Linked DNA regions of Manis pentadactyla: region 1 is linked to region 2. A link is a contact called in public Hi-C data. All regions are on one chromosome and are shown on one strand. The core of a region is the stretch at or near the end of the contact, and the rest is flanking DNA. Distances in the headings are between cores, read along the strand shown. Region 1 holds the start of MEP1B (meprin A subunit beta). Region 2 holds the start of GAREM1 (GRB2 associated regulator of MAPK1 subtype 1).

Region 1 (2,700 bases), core at 54-2,553, 240 kb after region 2:
ATACCTTCTGAAAATAAGCTCTTTGTAAGTGACCAAATGAAACCCAGACCACATGCTCAGTGGGAGAAATTAGGTAAACCTGAGCTGTTTCAGAGTGTTGTGTACTAAAAAAGTTTATGGACTGGTAAACAGTGGGTCTGGCTTATATTCCTGGTTCTACCAATGGATAAGTCAGTTCACCATGATGGTCAGACTGTCTGTGAAGGCAGCCAAGCCTGCTTCAGTGTGGGTATTGCAGAGGTCGTATGATGTGATGTGAAAGCACTTTGTAAACTGTAATTAAATGCCACACAATGTAAGGTCCAGTTTATTTGAATGCGGCTTAAATATCTAAACACTAGAATCTTTTCAAATGTACGGCAAGCAGTGAGGATGAGCTGACTGGATGATCACCCTCCTTCGTATATTAATATTCATAAGCGCCCTGCTTGTGCCACACTGTAGCCACACTGGGACACACAGAGAAATGCCAGTATGCCTACTGCAAAAGGTCATCAACTATTTGTTCATAATTATGGTTTTAATCTGACTTAAATGGTGTTCTCACTGTGTATGGTGTATCTAGTTCATCTCTTGTTCTCAGTGCTGCAGTTCCTGCTCAGGATGTTAACAGATTAACGCAGCTCAGTAACATATCTGCTCAACACAGTAATGGTTACTCCAAAATCACAACGAAAGCCATTTGAACCGTATTCCAAACCTTGCGTTGGTTTGTGGTGCAAACTCCCTGTCACTGTAGAAAAATCGTAAACTGATGAAGAAGCAGAGGAGAAATTTACAAACTTTCCAAGCATTTGCTGTGCCCTGGCTCCTGGCTCACGTCACTGTCACAGCAATACGCCTTTCATTCAGGTCTAAATATGGAATGACTTTCAAATTTCCCATCTTCTATCTTATCAAAAGAAAACTCATCACACACAATGAAACCAAAAGAAAAGCATAACTTCATAGCCATGTCCCGACATTTCTCCGGGGCCTCCTCCCTCGGCTCTGCTGACTCCGCTGTCCAAAAAGCAGCATTCATTTCATCAGCTCTTGGAATCCCTTAAAAGGTTGTTCCTTAGCAGTCAGGATCAACAGCCCCCAATTTTTTTCTAAGCATCATTTCCTTACCAAGCCAGAAGCCACACGAAGCGCCGCTAAGAGCAGCAGCCAGGGCAGCCACCACGCACGCATGTCGTCCCTTCCGTCAGGGGTGCAGCCCGTGCAATTCCGAGAAGCGTTTACTTTTTAAAAGGCAAACATCATAACTTATAGCCTTTGAACCAAACGATCCATCTTGTAGGTCAGCTCGCTGCCTAGCAATCCCTCCAATCAAGGAGCTAAAGTCCAGGATCCTCCGCACAGCTCTAGAGACGTTGGTCGGTTTGTTTTTTTCCTGGGTCAACATTCAATAACCAAGTGCCTGGCTGACACCTGTTGATGGAGTAAGTTTTCTAACTGGTCCCTAGATTATTAAATGCCACTTGAGCAAAAGAAAACATCAAATTATTTTTTTAATTTTAGTCTTTCAAAGAGTACACATTGGTGAAGCCCCTCCTGCTCATCCAGCCCTATGCTGCTTTAATATATCCAGCTGTGTGGATGGCTTTAATTCATTCATTTAATAAAAGTGTATTGAGTTACAGAGTCCACAGTGTGCCTAGAAATCTGGCATATCTGATGATCAGACAGAAAGGAACAGAACACTTGGAACATATCGCACTCCTGCCAGTTCCCTCTGAGCAAACCCAGGTGGGAGTAAGGGAAGGAGGCTAGGAATGGTGGCCAGCTTTCTGGAGAACCAGCACCCCCAGGCCAGCTCTCCATGCTTCCTCACTTCCCGCCTCTTTTCCTGAGATGACTGTCCTTGAGAGACAACCTACTCCCTCATTCAGGTCCCCCAGTTCCTCCCCCAACTGCAGTGAGACGCAGATAGTGTTTCTGAAATACCAGTTCTTCCCCTCAGTAGTTCCTTGCCCACTCGAGACTGGTCTTTGCCCCATTCTGTGCTAATAGAAAGGATATGAAAAGACGTATAGCATAAATACAGGTCACATGAGGCTGCTTCATGAATACAGGCCAGTCATTCCCACCCTCTGGGGACAGGACATGAGTTAAAAGGGCAAGTTAAAAACGGTAGGTCTGACCAGGTATTAACCAATCATTGGAATATTTTGCCAGCCTGATAGGTAAAAAATGTCATCCCGTTATTTGCATTTCCCTGACTACTAGCAAGGTAAAGGAATATTTCCATATCCGTCGGCTGTTTGCTCATGGTGTTAAGTGCCTTGTGGGTCTTACCTTTCATCCATTTCCCAAATGAATTGCTGGCTTCTTATTATTGAATTATATAGTCTGGACAGAAATCTTTGTTACATGTGTGGGAAACTTTCTGCAGACCTTTGCTTATTTTTAATCTTTGCTTATGGGATCTTTTTAGATAGAGATGTTTTAAATATTCATGTATTCAAGTTTATTGATTGTTTCCTTTATGGCTTTTGCATGTTGAATCTTACATAACAAGGCCTTTCTACTCCAAGATTAGAAATGCTGGTCTGTTTCCTTGTGATATTTTAGAATTTTTTAGGCTCAACTCTTTAATCTTCTGGATTTTTTTTTGGTAATTAAATATTCTAACAATGAAAAGCATGTTTAAAAGTAGGTCTGGCCAGTTCCTTACTTGCTCCCTGGGATCCGCAGGTGGTTTTTGGGACCCAA
Region 2 (2,700 bases), core at 116-2,615:
AAGGAAAGCCGGTGTAGAAGAATCTCCGCGTATTTTTTTTCAGTTGCTAAGGAGTGTTTGCTCACTGACACAGGCCCTAAGTACTCCGTGGAGGTCCACAGGTGGTTTTCAAGTCCCAGGTGCTTGATGGGCCTCGTGGCGCACGGGACACAAACTGCGCGCACCCTGCGACCTCTTAGCTCCGCAGCGCACAGGTGAGCAAGTCGCACCCTGCAGCCTCAGAGCTACTGTCAAACACCGGCTCAGGCCCAGGGGAGGCCAGGCTCAGTCCCGGGGAGACCATGTGCCACGGACAGCAGCCATGGGGCTGAGTCGGGCGCGGCCACCTGCACGCGGTGAGCTGACCAACGACCTGTCTTCCTGGCACACATGTCTACACGGTGCGAATTATCTCGGTCTCCAAGACTGCAGGGAACTGACTGCGAAAAAGAAGGAGACGAGCACGAGGCCCCGGGCTCCTAGTAACTGGCGTGGCTCTCTCTGCGGCTGGAGTCCAGCTTGGCCTTTGGGCACGGGTCCTGACCGCACGCCCACCTCCCTTGCCGGCGAACCCGGAGCCCCCGCCACCGTCCGGCACTCCGGCCTTTAGCACTCCGCCCGGCGGCCCAGGCCTACAGGGGCGGCAGAGCGCGGGCCGGGGACGCGCAGAGCAGAGCTGCGCGCCTTTCCCACCGCTGCCAGCGCCCCCCACCTCCCGGGACCCAGCCCGCCGCCCGCCGCGCCCCCACCAGATCCCAGCCTGCTGCCCACGCCCCCACCCCCAAGAGTCCTAGCCCACTACCACCCCCCACTGGGCCCCAGCCTGCCCTCCCCCCGCTGCCCCGGGTCCCGGCTCACTGCCCGCGGCCACGCCCCCTCCCCGAGCCCCAGCCTGCCCGTGCCCCCGCCCCCTCCTGGTCCCAGCCCGCGCACCGCCCTCCCAGCCCCCAGCCCAACCCCCAAGGGTCCTAGCCCGTCCCTCGCTCCCCCAGGTTCCAGCTCACCGCCCGTCCACCCTTCCCCACCCCCCCAGGTCCCAGCCCTCCGTCCGGGAGGTGAGCGCCCGCTGGGGCTCAGCCCCTCCCAGGGTTGGGTGGGGCGCGGGAGGGGCGGGGCCGGCACAGGCGGGAAAGACTCCGCTGCGGCGCTGGGAGCGGCTGTAGGGCGCCCGCGCGGCCGGACGGGGGAGCGAGAGCTAAAGCTTGCGGGGCCCGCCGAGCCTCCCACGCCGGGGCCGAAGCGCTGCCGCCCCTCCAAGCGCGCGCGGCCTCGGAGGGCGGGGCCCGGGCGGGGCCGGGGCCGGGAGGGGCGGGGCCTGGGCGGGGCGGGGCGGTGGTTCCAGAGCTGCGCAGGCGTGGCTCGAACCCGCTGGCCAGGGCCGGGAGCGCCGCGATGGCGTTCCTCGCGCCCGCGGCTCCTCCTCGCGCGCTCGCGGCGGAGGGAAGGCGGGGTGAGAGGAGGCGGAGGCGCGCGGGCGGCTGCCGCAGCCGCAGCCCCAGGGCCCGAGGAGGCGGCGCAGCGGGAGCTGCCGCAGCCAGCCCGGCCGCAGCCCGCAGCTGCGGGGCCGCCGCGAGTCCTCCGGGGGCCTGAGGCCGGCGGGGCGCCCGGCCATGCCCCGCGGCCGCCGCTGAACCGGGCGCGCGCTCCCCGGCCGCCTCGGCCCCGCGCCCCCGAGCGCGAGCAGCGGCGGCCGCCCCGGCGCGGCCGGCGAGGCGCGGAGGATGGAACCGGCGCCGGGCTGCAGCCTCAAGGACGTGAAGTGGAGCGCGGCGGCCGTCCCGCTCGACCTCCTGGTCAGCACCTACCGGCTGCCGCAGATCGCGCGACTGGACAGCGGTGAGTGCGCGGGGACGCAGAGCGCAGCCGGGGCCGGGACGGCCCGGCCCTGCGGCGGCCGGCGGCGCCTGGCCGGCGGCCCGGCGCCTCTGCAGGTAGAGACCGGGCGGACCCTGAAGAGTTCTCCCGGGCAACTTTCTCGCAAAACAGCTGTGCGCGGGGCACCTTTATCCCGGTGCCACCCTCCCCACCCCCCAGGCAGCCGCCGATTGCAGGGGGAGAGCTCCCGGGCGACCCGCGGGAGGGGTCGCGTCCCCCAGCCTTCTGCAGCCCGTCTGGTTCGTTTAGCCGCGCTGGAAAGAATTCAGGGCCGTGTATAGAAAATGTTTTTAGCGGGAGTGATGGTATGCTTAAGGTTAATTATTAGCTTAGCGCATTTCCAGTGTGAAGAATCTCAGTCACCAAAACCTATATTGACTTGCAGCCGGAGCTCAGAACTGAGAAATGCTTGTTTCCTGAAACTGACCCGCAGAAACCAGCCACACCCCCAGCCGTTTGCTCTGCAGGGTGGCATCTGTCGAGCGAGTTATTCACCTTTCCGTTTGGGTTGTGACTTGCACAGTGGCAATTCATGTGTGTTTTGTCTTCTCTTATGTTTTCACAATAACTTGAGTTGCTTTGGACTTCGTGCGATTTCAGACTGTAGGCAAAACAAGCTGGCTGCGCTGTGTGGCCGCTGTTCGCACCTGGGCCAGGCGGGCCGGCGGGCAACCAGCGCAGTGGTCCCGGGGCCAGGCCAGGGAGCTCTGAGCAGGAAGATGTCCCTTCAAGTCACAGGACTTTGGGTTTCTCCCCCTTTTTCCGAGTACAGAAGTGTGTAACTTGAGCTGTGTAAATAAATGCCCAAAGGCGTTTTCATCCTGTTTCTCACCGGTGGGGTTAGGT

The links. A called contact is a pair of places that touch in the nucleus more often than the background predicts.
Region 1: a Hi-C map of skin fibroblasts shows a contact between it and region 2, with 5 times the contacts expected there. The contact joins the promoter of MEP1B here to the promoter of GAREM1 in region 2. A contact is called at or near these places in 2 of 3 Hi-C or Micro-C datasets (fibroblasts and skin fibroblasts).

Annotation. Positions count from the first base shown.
Region 1 is chr6:98,132,550-98,135,249 of mManPen7.hap1, forward strand. MEP1B (meprin A subunit beta) reads right to left here and starts at 1,304. Exons shown (of 15, transcript XM_036885589.2): 1 at 1,114-1,304. The coding sequence starts at 1,176.
Region 2 is chr6:97,890,814-97,893,513 of mManPen7.hap1, forward strand. It overlaps GAREM1 (GRB2 associated regulator of MAPK1 subtype 1), which reads left to right and starts at 1,366. Exons shown (of 6, transcript XM_036885533.2): 1 at 1,366-1,815. The coding sequence starts at 1,701.